Linked DNA regions of Callithrix jacchus: region 1 is linked to region 2. A link is a contact called in public Hi-C data. All regions are on one chromosome and are shown on one strand. The core of a region is the stretch at or near the end of the contact, and the rest is flanking DNA. Distances in the headings are between cores, read along the strand shown. Region 1 holds the start of MN1 (MN1 proto-oncogene, transcriptional regulator). Region 2 has its middle 53 kb from the start of CRYBA4.

The links. Hi-C and Micro-C count contacts between places; a contact is called where the count stands out from the background.
Region 1: a contact with region 2 is called in a Hi-C map of skeletal muscle, with 4 times the contacts expected there. The contact joins the promoter of MN1 here to the enhancer-like site in region 2. A contact is called at or near these places in 2 of 3 Hi-C or Micro-C datasets (both in skeletal muscle).

The regions. Positions count from the first base shown.
Region 1 is chr1:198,492,998-198,495,697 of calJac240_pri, reverse strand. It overlaps MN1 (MN1 proto-oncogene, transcriptional regulator), which reads left to right and starts at 1,383. Exons shown (of 4, transcript XR_013522043.1): 1 at 1,383-2,700.
Region 2 is chr1:197,405,934-197,408,633 of calJac240_pri, reverse strand. No RefSeq gene overlaps it. Among named protein-coding and RNA genes, the nearest start is that of CRYBA4, 53 kb to the right of the region's middle. Within about 2 kb of position 1,428, at least 14 of the 16 cell types and tissues checked have an H3K27ac peak or open chromatin away from gene starts, as enhancers often do. A contact at or near this core is called in skeletal muscle, where this site is marked.

The DNA.
Region 1 (2,700 bases), core at 134-2,633, 1.1 Mb before region 2:
TAGACGGACTCGGGCGATAAACACTTTCTTTTGTGGGGGGAAAAGGCATTTTTATACACCATGCTTAATTTTATTTAGATTTAATAGCGATATCAGGGGCACTTCAAAGAAAGTTCTTTTTTCGCCCTACTCCTAAGAAGGCGAATCTGCTAGCAAAATCGCCTCGTGCTATTTTATGGCAAGGAAAATTAAAGGCCTTCTCCCCCCTCGTCCCCTACACTCTCTTTAGGGAGGAACACACACACAGACACACACGCACGCGCGCGCACACGCACACAGGCGCACAGAATAAACACCTCCTCTATCCTCCATCACCTCTAACTTCCAACTTCTAATTGCAAGATAGATTTCAGCCTCGGTGGGGATCAGGAAGATCTAAACATTTTAACTAAGATTATTGGGATAAATATTTCATAAAGAGCAGGGCAGATATTAAATTACTCCTATTGATTTTAGTATCGCAGACCAATTCCGTTCCTCGGCCTCTTCAGTTTAATTGATCTCTTAAGGAGGCCGACCTCGCACCCGCAGAGGGCCTGGGCCTTGGACCAGGTGGCCCAGGGGGCAAGGTGTGCAGGCCAGCGGTTGCCCCCTCTTCGCGCGTGTCTTCTCGGGGGTTCCCAGCCGCCTCGCTAGTCGCTCCGCTTACTGAGCTCAACCGATGTGCTCCCTCATAAAGTGTCTGAGTGACCAGGGCTCCTTGGAGCCCCTACGCCGGCGGGTGAGAACCGGGAACCCCAGGCAGTGGGGATGGGGAACACTCGTGAGCGCCGTAGTGACGGAGGAGTGAGCAGGCGCCCAGGTCTGTCGAGGAGAACCCTAACTTCGGGGTTTCCCGTCTGCTTTACCCTCCAAGAAAATCCCGGGGCCGGCTAACTTGGGCGCCGCTAGTGGAGAACCGAGGAGCTTTGGTCCCGGAGCTGGAGCGCACTTTCCGTGTCGAGTCCAGGGGTTTTGCGACTTTCCGTGGCGAGTCCAGGGGCTTTGCCTGGCGACCTCATTGTCTGAACGCCCCGTACCGCTCACCGCCCACCTCCCCGCCCCCTGCCCACCCGGCGGGTCTCGCTCCAGTTGGGGGTGGGGAGTTGGGAACAGTGTGAATGGGAAGGGGGTGAACAAAGCCAAGCTCCCGCCATTCTCCGTCGCCTGCACCTTCTCCAGCTCGCTGCGCCCGGAGGCCAGGGCGCGCCCCCAGCGCACTGACGCCGGACCCCGAGGCGAGGCGGGCGCGGGGGACCCCAGAGTCGGGGTAGTGCGGGTTCGTGGCTGGGGCCTTGGCAGCCAGGACCCCGGACCACCTTAAGAGCGAGCCCCGCCCCGGGCCCTGAGCTTGGGCGGCGCTGATTGGCGCAAATGTAATGGCTGAAATTGATTGCTGAAATGCAAAACTTGTTGCTGCTTCTCCCGGCGCTGGGCGAGAGGCAGACACAGAGAGGGGAGCCGAGACCCTCGGAACGCCCCACGCAGAGCACCCCCGCTAGTCGGGAGAGGAGAGCGCAGACCCCCCAGAGCTGCCCCCGCCCCCCCGATTCCAGGCTCGGAGAGCGCAGCCGGAACGCCTGGGCTCGCTCGCCTGGCGTGGCCCCCCGACCCGCGTCCGCCCCTCCCTCGGGTCCGAGAGGGACTCGCGAAGCACCTCGGCGCGGAGGCAGAGAACCGGAGCCTCGGAGCAACCCAACCCTTCGCCTTGCTGCCCTCCCGCGCCTGCAACCGTGCGCCGACACTCCAGCGAACTCAGACACCCAACGGCGGAGGACAGAAGCGGCAGGCGGCGGACGTGGCCGCGAAGCTGCGCGCCGGACGCAACGCACCCGCTGTCGAGCAGAGGAGCCGCGCCTTTCCCCCGACCCTCTGCTCCGACCCCCGCCGCCCGCCGCCCGTCGCCTCCCAGACCCTCTGCAACCTCGGCTCGGGGGCCGGCACCGGCGATGCCGAGCGGAGCCTCCAGTCCTCCGACCCGCTGAAGAAGCAGCAGCCGCTCGCCCGGAGCCTACGGGGACTGTGCGAGCGGATCGTGCTCGGTGGAGGCTCCGGCTGCGGGGCGCGGGGACTCCGGGGGGCGGGGGGAGGGACCGCTCTGTCGGTGCCCGGCGCTAGCCGCGGCTTTGAAGGGTCTCCCTCCCCTGCCCTTAGCAGCTCTGCCACGGACTCCGGGAGGCTGCGGGCGGCGTCCTGGGGCTCCCCAACAGACCCAGTCGGACTTGAGAAGGTGATCGCTCTGCTCTCCCATCCCCCTTCCTTCCCCTTTCCCCCCACTTAACTTTTTGTCTCTGTTCATCCGCGGCTTCGTCACCTCCCCGCAGACCTACCCGCGGCTGTGACAACCGCCCGGGGCATGGGACCCCCAACACGGCTCCTAGAGGCCGCGCGGCCTCGTAAGATGTGAGAGGCCCTCCCCGGGCAGAGCCCGAGCTTCGGGAGAGGAGCTGATCCACCCCCCCCACCCCCAAGTCCCTCATATCAGGCGAGGTGGAGGTGCACGTTGAGCCCCCGCGGTGCTGAGCGTCGCGGAGCGCCCAATCCTGGGCTGGAACGAGTAGCTGGCCGGAGGCGCACCGCGGAGAGCAGGCTGTCATGCCCTATTGATCCCCTCTGCCCCCCGCCAAGTATGTTTGGGCTGGACCAATTCGAGCCCCAGATCAACAGCAGGAACGCTGGCCAGGGCGAAAGGAACTTTAACGAGACCGGACTGACCATGAA
Region 2 (2,700 bases), core at 179-2,678:
GTAGACAAAAGGCTAAGTTTTTTAAAGAACTGAAACCAAATGCAGACTATGAGGAGTGAAGTTATGCCCAAAGATCAAAACCTTAGAAGACTGACTATACTTCTGACCCCACCTTGGTGGGTACGGCTGCTCCATCAGGCCTGGTCCACACCAGAACCCTGGCACCTCCTTTAGAGAACTGCCACCTTTACCGACTTGTGATTGCTCTGACTCAGAGCAGCCACCACGTCCAAAATTACTAGCTACGCTTTTTCCTATTAGTCAAGTTCCAAGCCTGTGTTAGCCCCTTCCCAGCCATGCCGACATCCAAGCTGTTAACAGTAACAAGGAACGTTAGACCTGTTGTTAGTCAGAAAGAAATCCACAAGCCATTAGTTTCTGCTGAAAGGAACAGACCAGGAAGGCAGGAGTTAGTCACGGTGAAGGAAAGGTTAATTAAGAGCTGGTCAGACCCAGGCCAGGAGCCTGAAGCCCCCAGACAGGCCAGGTTGGTTGGTAGTGGTCAGCCCCTGGGTCAGCCAGGGTGAGGGAGGGATTAGCTGGGTGAGAGCAAAAGTTAGTGCAAGAGAGCCAGAGATTAGCCCAAAGAGACCAAGGGGCCTACTGGAGGTGAGGCATGAAATCACCCCCAGGTGTGGCCCCGGCTTAGCGGCTGGCGGGCTCTGGGGGAGGCAGGCTGAGACAGGGACGTGGGTGGGAACAGAAAGCCAGGGATGCACTCCTGGCCGGCGTTCGGGAACCCTGTAAGTCCCTGAGGTTCATTTATTGCTCCCCACTTCTAACTCCTGCGAACTCCGAGCCCGGGGTAAAGCTGATTCCCCTCCCCACTCCGCCTTTTCAACAGGACAACTAACGCCCTCTAACTTCTGGGCGTGGGAACAGATCTTTCTCAATGACTTCCGGTCACGGCCCCGGGTCGTGGTCCCACGCCTACTTCCGGTAAGGAAAACCCGCCTCTCTCAGATCGAGACGGGAGAATCCTCTCTAGCTGACTTTCTGTGTGGGAAAGAGCCCTCCACTAACTTACGGTGTCAGAAATGTCCCTCTTCCCGGCCTTCAAATATGGGAAAAATTCCTCCGGCCGACTTCCTGCGTACTAAATACTCCACTCAGGGGTTTTTAGCGTGCGGAAACCCAGCTTCACTTACTTCCGGTGTAAGGCTCCGCTTTCTGACTTCCGATGTGGGACACGCCCCTCTGCCAATTTCCGGTGACGGGCACGCCCCCTCCTGACTTCCTCGTGGGACACGCCACCCTCTTGGCTTCCTGTGTAGGGTAGCTCCTATTCCCGCCACTTAACAATGGAAAAGATCCTTCCCCGGCTTCCTTCCCGAGAAGGATACAAATGCTCAGAGCTCCACACTCTAGTCTAGACCCACAGGCCTCCACACTCACGTCCCAGAGGTTTCCCTGGTCCCACCTACTCCCAGTGGCAACCAGACTTCTGCACAGAGAAGTCATCTCAGAGTCGAGCCTCCCACATCCACAGGACCACCTCCTGCTCTGAGTCTTGTTAATAGGGCCGTCCCCTGCCTTAGACCTGGCCCAATGGACTCTGATCTTATAGCCAATGTGGGGCAGCAAAGTGGGACATCTTTCTATAGGGCCAGTAGACCCAGGTCATCTGCTTGCCAAAAGGAGGGGGACCAGCCCCCAGAGGGGAGCCCAGAGCTCGACAGGGCTGGGGTTAGTAAGAAGAGAAAACAGGGTTAGTAGGGGCTGGGTTAGTAAGTCAGAGCACAGCACCAGCGGACAGGGCACCTCAGCAGACACACACAGGAGTCGCTAGGAGAAAAGGAAGAACGCACACAGGTCCGTTAGTTTTGTTAAGGGATGATGGGGCACCCCAGGGGTTAGACGGGTTAGTAATCGAACAAAAGAGCTGCCTACAGAAAAGAAAGCTGAGACTGAGGAAGAATGTGGGGAAGTGACAGTTAGGGGTTCAAAGCAAGTGTCTGGCCCCAGGCAGAAGGATCTGTGTGCAGAACACCCAGAGAGGCCAGGGCCTAGGCAGCAGGCATGTTCAACCAGGTTTGGGGGGACTCCCTCCACCTTCTTTTTTTTTTTTTTTTTTTTTTAAGTATCTGCCATGTGCCAAGACCCTTATATTCATGGGAATCCCCAATGCAACCTGTGAGATATCAGTACTCCCATTCTATCACTGAGGAAACTGAGGTTGAGAGAAGTAAGGTGACTTACTAAAAGTCACCCAACAAGAAGTGGCAGAGTTGATGAGTCTTATTTGCATTCCCTGTCCTGGAACGAGGGTCTGCACAAAGATCCCAGCCCATAGGCAGAGCCTTCTGGAGCCTTGGCTGCCCCCATATCCCAGCCCCTTGAAAGGCCCATGAGCTGCACGGTTAGTAGGATCTGGCTGCGGGGGGTTAGTAGGGCATGCTCGGGCCTGGTTAGTAGGTTAGTTGGTTGGCAGAAGGCCAGGCACCTCGTCACACGCCACGGCGTCCTGGCCGAGCCCTGGGTTAGTAGGTTAATCACACCATGCAACACTGCCCCAGCCTCTCCAGCTGCAGCTCCAGAGGCCTCCCGTCCCCACCAGCCAGGGAATGGGGCCTGACCATGGCAGGGGGTCTACCTCTAAGCCCCTCATACCCACCAAAATCAATCCCAACCACCTGGCCCCTGCCCAAAATGTTGCTTCCCTATTTACTGGCTGTGGGTCTCAGATTAACCCCTGGAAAC